Linked DNA regions of Mus musculus: regions 1 and 3 are each linked to region 2. The links are chromatin contacts, called in public ChIA-PET and Hi-C maps. All regions are on one chromosome and are shown on one strand. The core of a region is the stretch at or near the end of the contact, and the rest is flanking DNA. Distances in the headings are between cores, read along the strand shown.

Region 1 (4,645 bases), core at 1,514-4,013, 320 kb before region 2:
GCATAAACGAATACTCAGACTTTTCTCTCTTCCTGTCTCTGATTTCTTAGTTCTGCTTGCTAGCCAAATACAGTAAATGTCAGAGTGTCAGAGTCTGAGTCGTGACACCATGGGTGCTCCCTTCTCCAGGAGGAGCAGAACACAGGATTGTTCTATTAAGAAACTACAACACACCTATGCAAGAGTAACAGGCCAATGAAGAGACAACTTTGCTTTGAAAAAGTAACGCTCATGTATTATGTAATTACAACAGGCCATTTAATATGAGTATATTCAACTGTCTTTGAATGTGGTTGTGTTATCAGAAAATCTGTAATTCCTCTTTGGGTTCTTAGTCTCCTAACTCAAAATTAGGAGAAGACACTAAAACAAAAAACCAAAAACAAAATCAAGGACAATGTTATTACAGTGTAAGAGAAAAACAGTAGGGCAGACAAGCTGTAAATCTTCCCAGCTGGAGGACAGAGAGGAGGCTGAAGGAAGGACCGGCCATGACATTGGTAAGCAGCCACAGAGCAGAAGAAGGGTGGGAGCTTCAGAGGAATCAGGAGAAAACCTAGGGCATCACGAAAAGCATGCTGTTTTGGGAAAAGAAATAGAAAGCACAAATAGGAAAATGTACACTCCTCTGAGTAACTCAGAAAAGCAGGCATTCTCTTCATCTTACACATGCAAGCTCTGCAAGCATCTACACGAGGGGAGGGGTCTGGAAAGAGTAAGTAGATTATCTTATTCACAGGATAATTATTCCTTCCACTTCCTTAGTGTGGGTTAAGATGAATTAGTTTTCTCAAGGGGTGGTGTGTGCCCAGGTGACTGACAGATTCAGATAGACTAGCTCTTATGTCATGTCTCTATGCAGAGAGAGGGTGACAGAGAGAGACAAAGAGAGAGAGACAGGCAGAGACACACACAGAGACAGAGAGATTGAGAGAGACAGAGAGACAAAGAGATAGACACAGAGAGGGAGACAGAGAGAGAGACAGAGACAGAGAGACATGCAGAGAGACAGAGAGAGACAGAGAGATAGATGCAGAGAGGGAGACAGAGAGACAGAGACAGAGATACAGATAGAGACAGAGAGACACAGAGAGACAGAGAGACACAGAGAGAGACAGAGAGACAAAGAGATAGACACAGAGAGGGATACAGAGAGAGACAGAGACAGAGAGAAACAGAGAGACAGAGACAGAAAGGGATAGAGAGATAGAGACAGAGAGAGACACACACATAGAGAGAGAGATCTCCTGTCTTGGAGGAAATAGCTCTCCTTAATAAGTCTTGAGAGAGCCCTAGTCCCCAGCCTCAGTGGCCTCCAAAACTACAATATTCCTAAACTAAGAGTCCCTAAAAGCATTTACGAAATAGGCTGAAATTGAGGAGTAAATACAACCCATTTTCACAATGAAAATCTAGACATGCAGTTCTGTTCATCAGAAGTAATTAGTGTCTGGACTGGACTTAGGGTCACAGGATGATGTATAGTCTGGAGTCAGGGATGGTCTTTTAGGAAGAATTCAGTAACTAGAGCTCCTTCCTGGATTCCTAACCAGGAATCTAAGAACGCTCCCTGATTCTGGCCAAGGATAAGTCTGGAATTGTGCGTATTGAGGGTCCTTGCCCTTGGCGACAAAAGTCATATTTAGTGCTTTCATTATGTTATTTCAATGAACAATAAATTAATACAAATTAGCATGTTTTCCATAGAGCATGAGAGATTCTAAGGCAATTACACTTTCTAAGAGTGGTATTTTGCAGCTGGCAAAATCCATTCTTTCCCACTTCCTCCTTCACATCCCACCCTCCTAGTAGGCACTGGTGCAAATACAGCACATTTAGATGCTGCTGAGAGAAGATGCCTTTAATTTGAGAGCTAGGAGAGTTTAGGTCACTTGAGGGCTTAGGTAAGGAATTACTGGCCATTCTTGTGTGAAAGTCTTCCAATAGTGTTCCTGTAGCATTTGTACTGGCTCGTTCTGCTTCCTTCTATCTATGACCCTGGGCACTATGGTGATATGAATATATCTTGTGATATCTACCAGCTATTGAACATCATGGCTATCATAGTAAAAAGATGTTTCTCAGCAGGCATTAATTATATGTAACTCTTCATCTTTCCCAGGCATGAACATCAACCATTATTGGCTAACCAAGTACTCAGCCCCATACACAGACACACACACACACAGACACACACACACAGACACACACACACACACACACAGACACACACACACACACACAGACATACACACACACACACACAGACACACACACACACACAGACACACACACACACACACACACACACACACACACACACACACACACACACACACACAGGCAACACTAAACGGACTAAGCTGGCACATTTAGATATTTATATGTGTGCCTAAATATATGCATACATATAACAGCAATAATTAAATAAAAATAGGCCATGAATTTGGGGGGGTGTGGGGATGGGTGTTTACCTGAGAGAAGTTACAGTGGGGAAGGGGAGAGTCAGGGAATGATGTGAATGAGTAGTCATGTCACAAAATTGCCAAACACATAAGTTAAAAAAAAACAATCAGGAATCTGTTAATCAGGTCTGTTTTAAGTCAGAGGAAATTCAAATGGGATTCATCTGAAATGTAAAGTTCTTCTACTTATTGCTTAAAATAATATTGATGTGGGAAATTGCATAGAGCATGGATTCCAGTTCACCCTGCCCCAGCTATATATAGAGAGAAGCTTACATAAACATTAGCTTCCTCTTCAGTTATAGCTTCACGTTTTAAGCCACAATGACAGCTTTAATGACAGGCTTTGTATTTAACTGTTCTTCCATGGAAGATAGATCTAAACTGCCACATTTCTACCATTTATTAATTAGTGATATTTTGTATATTTGGATGTTTAAATACTTTGTAATACAATTTATATCTATAACTTATAAATGGATAAAAGATCATTCATAAGTGGACAATAAGTTATCATCCAACTTGCCCAGGAAGTGGTAGTAATTTTTATTTTTTTAAAAAAGCTCCTTCTATATGTTAGAGGGAACTCTCTTTAGAGGGTCAGAAATAGAACTGGCATGCTGACTTGTGTCACTGTTCATGTCCCACCTGTCAAATGGCTTTCTCTATGTCTGTCTGCATGGCATTCCAATGTCTGTCAATGTGTTCTTCTCACGAATGTGTTCTCATCAGGAGTCTGGTTAGCTATATGAGTTTAAAGCTTGTGTTACATTGAATTCTCTTAGCAGTGGAATAATTTTATGCTTACTTGTTTTCATAACACATGTTAAGAAAAAAATATATGTGATTTATTCATTTTTTGCCTTGATGAGAGATGAACTTTCATTATTTGAGTTTATTAAAGTATATAGAGTTTTGTTGTATGAAATTTCATGATTAGGTTATTCAACAAAGAACAGATATTACAGAAGTCAAAGGTCACAGAAAAAGGAAAGAAATCAACAGTTAGCCCAATATGACATTTCTGGACGAAATGAAGAATTATCCATAGGAAATGGGCAAAATTTAGTTTGCCTTTAGGTCAAGATAGTGGTCAGTGTTAGGTGTCATCTTGCCAGGATCTAGAATCATCTAAAAGGTATGCTGGTAGGTGATTTTTCTTAATTACCTTAATCAATGTGGGAAGACACACTTTCATCACAGACAAGACCATTTCATAGCCAGGTTGTCCTGGACAGTCTAAAATGGAGCGAGTAAGCTGAGCACTAGCATACATTCCATGCTGTTGAGTCCCGACTGAATATAGAATGAGGCCAACTGCTTTAGATTCCTGCTACCTTGATGCCTTCTTTGTACAGACTATCCCTTGAGCTATGTGCTAAAATAAACTCTTACATTACTTTGTCAGAGTATATTATCACAGGAACAGGGAAAAAAATCTTAAAGTAGTCAATATAAAAGGAGAGGAAATAGAGTTTGAAGAAAGAGAAAGTGGATGAAAGGGACGGTAGGGTGTAGACGAATTGAAATTAATGCATTCATAAGGCACATTCTTAATTGCTGAGTCAAATTCCATTTTCAGAGTTCTGTGAATCCCTTCAAAGACAATGTTATCTCTTGGGGAAAGTTGCTATGACACAACAAATAAATAGTAAATTGTAATTACAGAGAGTTATTTATAGAAGTTGTTGTGGGAAGCTAAAGACTATTTCTCTAGTATAGTTTAGTTTGAGTATCAGCTGGCTCAGTTGCATTTGCTTTATCCAAAAGCATAAAGAGAAATTACAGTAGTATTTCAGGTACCTGCTATGAGAAATGGTCATATAGAAAAATTTTACTAAGATTATTACAAAAAGGAAGACAAAACAAATATGTAAAAATAGTTATTTTGGCAAAATACACTCTTGGAGAGCACATTCTATAGACACTGATGGAAAGCTGATTCTTTAAAAATTAACATTTTTTTGAGGCTGAAGAAACAGCTTAGTAGTTAAGAACACTTGCTACTCTTCCAGAGGACCAGAGTTCAGTTTCCAGCCTGCATGTTAGGCAGCTCATGACTGCCTATAATTCCAGCTCCATGTATCCATGTATCTGACAACTTCCTCTAACTTTCATCCGTAAACACACACACACACACACACACACACACACACACACACAGTCATAAAATTAATAAT
Region 2 (4,523 bases), core at 553-3,052:
AATTAAAATTAAACACCTCATCCTCACATGGTGTTTCCCCTTGTACCTTTATAAACCTCCATTTTCTAATGTGCCACACCCATCTCCTCTCTATCCAGAAGAAGCCCTTTGTCCTTTGGAACAAATATCCCTTCCCTCATTCCCTTGTTCCTTCCTCTTCTCCCTTGACCTCTATCTCCTGACTTTGTCTCTTATTCCCTACCCTCTGTCCTTCTGGGGTAAATAAATCTCCTTTGTGCTTGGTCTTAGGACTCATGAGCTGATACTTTTCTTTAGAGAAACTACACATCTTGGGTTTCTACTGCTATAATAAACCAAGAAACAAAATCAACTTAGTGGGGTAAAAGGTTTCTTTCCTCCGCCTTCAACTTATAGTCATCAAAGGAAGTCAGGGGAAGAACTCAAGGCAGGAAACTGAAGGCAGGGACCGAAGCAGAAGCCATGGAGAAATGATGCTAATTGGTTTGCTTGCATGGATTGCTCAGCCATTCTTTCTATACAAACAAGGATTACATGCCTAGAGTGGCTCCACCCACAATGACCTGGACTCTCCATATCAATCATTAATCAAAAAAAAAAAAATGCCCCATAGACTTCTGGTTGGTACAGATCAATCAGATGGAGGTATTTTCTCAATTGACGTTCTCTCTTTCCAGATGTCTTTGACTTATGTCAAGTTGACAAAACAACACATGCACACATACACACACACACAATTAGACATGTGGAGATTATATTTTGCCCAGGTAAGGATGTAACATACCCCAAAGGAAGGTGGTCTTTAAGGACTAAGGAGATTAGTGCCTTTGGTAAAGTGCTTGACTTGCAAGTATGAGGACCCAAGTTCAAGTCCTGGAACTCACATACAAATGCAGAGCATAGTAGTATTTATTTATAAGCTCAGCTCTGGGGACACAGCAACTGGAGGATCCCTAGGACTTCCAGTCAGCCAGGCTAACACCATTGGTGAGCTCCGGTTAAAACTCCATAAGGGAGGTGAGCATCAATTTTGAAAACGACAGCCAAGTCATTTTTAATCTTTCCAATAGAAAGGATTAGAAAAGCATCATTCATACTTCAGCAAATCATAAAACTATATTGACAGGTAACTCTGGAATATACCTACTATGACTCAAATAACAAAGTTGAACAAGATGAATATCCTTAAGGCAGCACGAACTACTCTGAGGAAAGCAAGCACCATTTTTTAATTCATTACACAAGCATAACCACAACATGGAAATCCCCTTTCTATTATTGAAATATCTGTTCTTTATTATATAAAACATAAGGGAGCAATTTTAATTATTAAGAACATTTTTACTGTATTTTTGGAGGAACCTTAGCACGTCCTATTGTTGCTGTTTTTAATTTCCCTATTATTTGTTCTTTATTGTCTCAGAACATCATTATAGAGAATTCATACATTACCTCACTATGAACTTCTAGGTACTTGATGCTAAACTCTGATTGCCTATCTTCAATTCCATGGGCAATATTATTAGCAGAATATTCTCCTAGCACAGCTCTGCCAGCCCTTAACCTGTGGACACTTTTCCTGTATTTGTGCTCAGCTGAACACAGTCAGCCACAGCTTCCTGTGTGGTGGTGATAACACATGCCAGGTTTTGTTGCTGGCTGCTAGAGTGAAGGGGAAGACAGTGCCCTTTGACCTGAGAGAAGTACAATAAAGCTTATCAGATCCTCGCCAGACATCATTAAAGGAAGTGAGTTGAGGAGGCCACCTCGGTAGGAAGCATATATTTTAGAAAGCTGTCACTGCTAATCTTCTGTGTTGTGGCATGAGACAATTGTTTCTGCAAATATCAGTCCTTCCAGACAATGACACTCTTCTAAAGGTACAGTGCAGTAGGCAGTAAGAAAAGCATACCAGGCCGTAAATTACTCTCACCAGAACAATATTCTCATGATAATTATTGGAAAACTAAGTCTGAACTCCATTAAGTAAAAAGAACAGTGACTAATGCAAAATTTTATAAACTTTAAAACAGTAGGGTCCAGTGTGCGTATGCGTGTGCGTGTAAGGGTATTTTTCCTGTATGCATGTCTGTATACCACATGTGTGCCTGGTGCCACTGGAGGTCAGAAGAGGGGACTGGCTCCCCTGGAGGAATAGATAATTTTGAGCAGCTTTATTGGTGCTGGGACTCTTCCTCTGAAAGAGCAAGAAGCTCTCTTAACTGCTGAACCATCTCTCCAGCCTTCTACTTAATTTCTAACCGCCGTTACCTTAGACAGTTTCAATCTAGTCCTACAGACTTTCAGCTTATTAAGAGAACTCCAGAATGTTTGTCTCTGTATAAAACAACTCAATCTTTGAAATGTTGACAATAAGTTCAAAATTTGTTATTTACAAACATTGAACTAGACATACAAAACAAGACTGCTGATTTTCGTTCTAGGAGCACTGTTATGCACCAGCCAGGCTAGGACAATTCCAGCAGCAATATACAACTCTCCAGTATCACATGGAGTTTGTGTTGGGAGGTAAGTTGTGTCTTCCTTTTTAAGAAGTTTTTTTATTTTCTAATATTATAGGAAAAAAATAGGATAAATAATTCCCGAAGTTCCTTGTACCCGAACTGATTCCAAGTGACATACAGAGCTCTGGACACAGGTCTGCACCTTAGGAAATAACTAAGTGCTTCTGAGGCTTGCTGACTTCTAATTGTACTCATTAAATGAGTCAAAAATATAAGAATTTGGATAGAAAATCATAACCATAAAGGGATTAATATTTGTTAAATGTATATAGAATCATGTGTCTTTCAATTCCAAAGTATAGTAGAGTATATAAGATTTCCATTAAAAAAATAAGCATTAGGATGACATCAGCAAGATAAGAATAGTAAGAATTTCTCATACCTGCTCTTTTATAGTAACGTCAAATCTCCAGTTGCATAAATGGGAAATCTGGAAACCAGTTAAGAGATTCCTATATTCCAAGCAAGTATGAGCTGGCTGCATCAAAGACAGCAAGGCACTCTGGACCCTCATCACAGTCCTTTCTGACTGACCTACATGACCAGGAGGGAGCTCTCAGCTTCTCACTTCTCTCTAGAGAGTTGGGGGAAGAGGGTGAGACTAGATTTCACATTGTGACTTCCTGAGAGGCCCTCTGAGGTTCTAGTTTATACCACTGCCTCAGGAACCAGAGTTGGCAATAGGACCCAACATATTTGAGATGCACGGAGAGAGCTGGGCAGCATGCTGCTGCCTCCAAGGAACCCACAGAAGGGCAGACAAGGTCTGTGTGATTAGGTAGCCACTCCCCCAGCAGCTAAGACAAGAGTAAAGCATGTGTCATGTTGCTTTTTCTGGACAGCATCCAAATGACTGATTCCTGTCTTAGCTACATAAGAACATGGTTGAAACGGAACAGATTCCAATGAGACATGCTGCAACTTCAGAGGATCCAGCAAATAGAGACCAAATTAACTCAAAGCCATTCCCTCGTGAGGGCAAGAAAAGAGTGGGAAATCTGTTCCAAATTTATGGTAGACTCGCAGAGGAGCTGGTCTGTCTCTCCACCTGGGCAAATAGGCAGGTCCTTGAATGACCAGGATGCTTAGAGCTCACAGAACTCAAAGGACAGGAGTTGATATACAACTGTCCTCAAAGATCCAGACAGACAGTGGCCTACAGACTTTGGTGGCAGAGGAAATGTGTTCTAGCTTTGGGACAATATCCATGAAAGACTGATTCCTATCAGGCTCTACTAGCTATAAGATGCTAGTAAGACCACAGAATGTTCCAGAAGCCTGAAAGCAGCTAAGAACAACAGAGTTGGATGCATACGGCTTCTTGAGGGGACCTGTGGTATAGCAAACCAATAAAAGAGAGGAACTCATTGAGAACGTCTAAGAAAAACAGGAAGATATCTCTAGTGAGCAATATACATGGACAACTTCTGAGAAAGACACAAATGTTCAAAATCTCTAGCCAATCTAAAGGCCTAGGGTCTTTCTGCATATAAAACCCACCTATAAAAAACAGTAAAAGTTGTTTTGTTTTCAAATGAATAGATGTCAACATTAAAGTTACAAGGAGCATAAATAAAAAGAGTAAAGGGATGGGGGGGGGGGTGCTGGAGAGATGGCTCAGCAGTTAAGGGCACTGACTGCTCTTCCAGAAGATCCAGATTCAAATCCCAGCCCTCACATGACAGCTCACATGTGTCTGTAACTCCAAGATCTGAACCTCCCACACAGACATATATAAGGCAAGACAACAATGCACATAAAATAAAAGTAAATAAACTTAAAGAAAAAGAGGGTTAAATGGTCAACCAAAAATATAAAATATTAAAAATATTCAGAAACCCACTATTAAAAAATTTAAGAATTTTAATGAGCTGTTAAACAATTAAAAATAAGAATGCTCAGTGAAGACTGATGACATAGCTTAGCAGGAAAAAGTACGTGTCACACAAGCCTACCTATCTGAGTTGGTTTGCCTGAATCTATGACAGAAGAGAAACTACTCCCGAAAATTATTCTCTA
Region 3 (4,614 bases), core at 676-3,175, 360 kb before region 2:
GAGAACATATACTTCCCCTTAACACTCACTTGATAGTTCCATAGGATTTAAAAGTGTTAGCTAAGAATTATTTCCAGGGTACAGAATATACTAGGCAAGGAATGATAATCTTTTACTTTGATTAAAAAAGTCCTTTTATATCTAGAGTGTTCGGTGGAAAGAAATAGTCACCTCATTTTGTAACAATTTCATACTAGTCAAGCCAGAGTGAAAAGTGAGCTTTCTTGTTCTAAAATCTTTGAAATTTCTACTCCAATAACATTCCTCAAAAATGTTTAGAAAACAAAATAACAAAACTTAAAATTCAGTTTTGTATTCATATTGATGAGGAATATTAGAACTGTAACTGACATTAAATGTGCCAGATTCAAGGGTTCTGATAATGTCATAGACTTCTCTGCAGTGCGTAGTGCTTATCTGACTGTCCCTCCTCTGCTCTGAACTTTACGTGCGGTAAAGGAGTACGTCAGAATGTTCTGAAACCATGCCCTGCTTGTTGTGTAGCTCCAGTTGGAAGATGTGCTATTCTGAGAATCACTAGAAGGAAGAATTCTGACTGTGTAACTCTGACTATATAACTATGCCTCACACAGCCTAAATCAGAGGTTTTGCTTGCCTGACCTGAGTTCAGTCACATCTTACTTCAATTAATTCTTTCCTCATCAGATGTGGAGAGCTTTCCATCAAGCACAAAGCTACATTTTTTTTTTAAGCTCCCTCCCACCTTTTACTAATCTGGCTGATATTGGCCACTTGCCTCTTCAAATAAAAAGAGTGTGGCTAAAATGACCGGAAAATGGCTAATTATGCCCACAATGGAAAGATTATTCCCATGAGTAAATACTCCAGAGTGTAAAATGAAATCCCAAACCCAATCACAAATGAATCTCTCTAACAGCTATTCAGCTGTTCTGCCTGGAATGCTCATTAGATAAGCAAGTCAGCCACTGGGGTTCTTTGCCTTGTGTTCGAACTCAATGTCATTCAAGGCTATCCCAGCATGCCTTAGAGTTAAATTAGGAGGCTCCATAGCCACCTTGTTTTTAAAGTCATATATATACAGCATTCTAACTTCAGTAGAATCACACATATATATTATACTATATATATTACTATAGTAATATATTGTATAAAGTTAATATATATTATACTCTCTCTCTCTCTCTCTCTCTCTCTCTCTCTCTCTATATATATATATATATATATATATATATATATATATATATATATATGATACTATTTCCATAAACTGTATACAAAAAAAAAGATTGCTAGAACTTCAGTTTATGTAGGCTTACTCTTATATAGCCCAATGTTCCATTTTAATTGTCAGATTCAAACTTAAGAGTCTTGAACTATTAGCAATTGGAGACCCAAGGAGAATATTTCTAAGACATTAAGAACAAACAGACAAAATCAGTGTCAGGAGATTTGTTTTAAGATTTTAGGGATATACATCATTTTAAAATGATTTGTTTAACTTTGTCTGTCTGTCTTCTGTGTGAGTTTATGATTCTCACATGCATACAGGTACCCAAGGAGGCTAGAGGGATTTAGATATCCTGAAACTGGAGTAACAGGTATTTGTGAGCTGCCTGATATGGGTGAAGAAAGCAAGCCTAGGAGCTCTGAAAGAACAGCAAGTGTTCCTTTTGAAAATAGTATTATGAATTATTTGATCAATACAGTACATTTGGATCACATTCAGCATTCCTCTTCAATCTCCTTTCAGACCCACCCCATCCCCTTGCCCATTCAATTTCTTTCTCCCTGTTTCTCTCCGTCTCTGTAACCTCTCCCCTTCCTTCCTCTTTCTCTCCCACCTTCTCTGTCTCCCTATTGACCCACTTGGTGTTTCTCAAACACTCTTGAGTATGGGGCCAACCCTCAGAGTGAGGTCAACCACACAGGGTCACACCTATAAAGACATCCTTTTTTTTCTGCCAGATGCTATCAGTTGCCAAGAGCTACTGAGACAGTGGTGAAACTTCTTGGCCAACTCCCTCCATTCCGTTCTGGGATTCTGTTAGCTTGAGCAGGTGCAGGTCTTCTCCATGCTGTCACAATCAGTTCATATGGCGATCTGTCTTGTTTGCTGATCGTCATTCACCTTTTCTGGCTCTTACAGTTTTCCTGCCTGCTATTTCTTGCAAACCCCTCTTAATGGTAGGGTTGAGATATAAATACTCCATTCAAGGTTGAGTTTCCCAGTCTCTCATTCTCTGCTTGTTGACTAATAGTGAGTCTGTATAATAATAGTCATTAATTGCAAAGCGAGTTCTCCTGCTGAGGACTGAGAGATACACTACTATATGGTTATAAAGATAAGAACTTGGGAGGGGGTTACAGTTTATTACTGTGTCCATTTAGCCTAATAATCATATTATTTTCTAGATAGTCATGACATTTTGACTTAGTTTGGTACCAGGCAGGAGTTTGCCACTACTGTACCAGTGGGCATGCTTTGCCAGGACAATCATTCTTGTAGCTCACAGGTTTCACAGCTGGTAAGGTTGATAATTTCCTTTCTCTTATGCTGCTGTGATTCCCAGAGCTAAGAAAGCTAGACAGTTGGCATGAAGTCAGCATCAGTTTGGTTTCTCTGTGTTCTGTCACTCAGGCACGTGTGATCTTCATCAGCAGGGTTTTACCATCATATCTGGAGGGTAATCAAGAGCAATGACAATGGGCTGTTAAAGTCTTTGGTACAATCCTTTGAGATCCCACTAACTTTTCTACTGGATTTGTCTTAACACAGCGTAGGCTATCTTGGGCCAGGTTCAGCTGTACCATTAAAACCTTAGACTATCACATCTCTATCAATGACTATATTGTATGTGAAGCAAATTGGTAAATTGTAATAATAATTTTACTGTAAAGATTTAAGTTTTGTCAAAAAAGTAATGATGATAAAAGAAAAAACATCATGTTTTGAGACATTTACATTAACATTTCCCCTCTATAATAGATTTTTTTTAAGACTGTGAAAAAGGAATTCTAACCTGTGAAGGATGAGGATAATGTTTATCTTTTGTGTTGACAGAGTAGAAATGGCTTGTCTGATGTACTACAAGAAGGGAATGCATGTGCTAGTTAAGGCATAACTGATCTTTGCAAAGCTTCAGTTTAGGATATTAAAGCATCAAGATATGTGTGGGAAAAGGAGCTTCTGTTGGCAGCTCTGTAGTGACTGGGTAAATAAACAAAGAAAAAGAATATGGCTTTGTGCCTAAAATAACTCAGGATATTTAAGAAGCAGAGGAATAGAAGTTGGAGGCTATTTTTTTCCCTTAGAGTGAACATACTCTTTCAATATTAGGATTAGGCAACTCAACTAAGAATTAACTTATAACAAAAAACAAATGTAAAGTGTATATATACATATATATGTATGTATATATACACACACACATATGTGAATAAGAATAAGCAGTATATGTGAAAAAATAAGCAAGCTTTCAGGTAGCACGCAAACATTTGCATTTTAGTGTTCTGACAAATTATACTGATTAACATATATACATATGCATATATGTATCTATATGGGCAGCTAAGGGCGGGGTCTTTTTCAAAATTCACGAACTTTATAAAGACGGAAAAGGTTATTTCAGAAGCAAACACATGGCTGGTTTGAAAATTAAAATCAGAAGGGTACATTATATAATGTAGTGACTGGCTAGCCAGCTGTGTTTTAAGTAACTTCTGCTTTTATTTATTTTTTTTTATTTAGCACTGAGAGTCAAATCTGTGTCTTGCACAAGCTTGTCTTGCAAGCTCTCTATTACTTACCTAATCTCTTCAACCCTAGACATCCGGGTTTTAAAACATATCTGCATTTGAGGACGCTTTTTGTTTCTCAAAGTTCTTTCTGGGATGAAATAAATTGAAAATTTGATGGTTGCTGAGGCAAGTGAGGAGAGTATTTAGAAACAGGATTGTATTGTTCTACTTGTACTTAAGGAAGACTGCTTTGAAAGAACCAAATTTTCCAGCCCTTTTAACTTTGAGAAGGGAAAAGGAATCATTCATAAACAATCCTTGAGACTGTAAGCCAAAAGGGGAAAATGTGCAGGAGTCTTCCCAGTGCCGTTGTGATTACAGACTCCGTTGAGAGTAAATGGTAGCTTCTTCAAACCTGATGAGTGTCTTTCAAACAAGCCACAGGACACGTGGGGATTGTACTCAGGAAGAGCCTTCACTGCTTCGCTGAACCCCCTTCACTGACTTGCTCTATCCCCAAATTTGAAAGAAAACTACTTACTGTGTTTCATAGTGGCTCATTCAGTTGCCAGTAAGTTAAGATCAGAAAGATCACTTGCTTAAGAGTACTAGTTGATTAATATGGAATGCATTTTAATAAAAACATGCATTTAAATGGGTTAGATGTAAACAAACACTTGCAGGATAATCAGTCAGAAGAAGTGTGAGAAGAATCAATGTCATAAAAAGGGATACAAGTCAGTGTACTTCCCCTGGAATCATCTTAACAACTGCATCTACCAATATGAGACACAATCTAGGTTGACTTTCAGTTATGTTGCCATGGTGCTATCTAGTTACCCACCCATGGTCCATCTATGACTAACCTAAAAGATCCAGGGCAAAAGGAGCGAT

The links. Hi-C and Micro-C count contacts between places; a contact is called where the count stands out from the background. ChIA-PET counts read pairs in DNA pulled down with a chosen protein or histone mark.
Region 1: a Hi-C map of the HPC-7 cell line shows a contact between it and region 2, with 1.8 times the contacts expected there. The contact joins two enhancer-like sites. A contact is called at or near these places in 4 of 484 Hi-C or Micro-C datasets (the HPC-7 cell line, myeloid progenitors, myocytes and 1 more).
Region 3: an RNA polymerase II ChIA-PET map of memory CD8 T cells shows a contact between it and region 2, with 8 times the contacts expected there. The contact joins two enhancer-like sites. A contact is called at or near these places in 1 of 484 Hi-C or Micro-C datasets (bone marrow-derived macrophages) and 2 of 115 datasets of contacts at active chromatin or transcription factors (memory CD8 T cells and neural progenitor cells).

The regions. Positions count from the first base shown.
Region 1 is chr2:84,340,054-84,344,698 of GRCm38.p6, reverse strand. All of the region lies in intron 13 of Calcrl (calcitonin receptor-like), which reads left to right. Among named protein-coding and RNA genes, the nearest start is that of Calcrl, 83 kb to the left of the region's middle. Within about 2 kb of position 2,763, at least 5 of the 459 cell types and tissues checked have an H3K27ac peak or open chromatin away from gene starts, as enhancers often do. A contact at or near this core is called in the HPC-7 cell line, where this site is marked.
Region 2 is chr2:84,017,295-84,021,817 of GRCm38.p6, reverse strand. No RefSeq gene overlaps it. Among named protein-coding and RNA genes, the nearest start is that of Zswim2, 78 kb to the right of the region's middle. Within about 2 kb of position 1,802, at least 61 of the 459 cell types and tissues checked have an H3K27ac peak or open chromatin away from gene starts, as enhancers often do. A contact at or near this core is called in the HPC-7 cell line and memory CD8 T cells, where this site is marked.
Region 3 is chr2:84,381,317-84,385,930 of GRCm38.p6, reverse strand. The region is part of intron 2 of Calcrl (calcitonin receptor-like); the gene reads left to right. Among named protein-coding and RNA genes, the nearest start is that of Calcrl, 42 kb to the left of the region's middle. Within about 2 kb of position 1,925, at least 25 of the 459 cell types and tissues checked have an H3K27ac peak or open chromatin away from gene starts, as enhancers often do. A contact at or near this core is called in memory CD8 T cells, where this site is marked.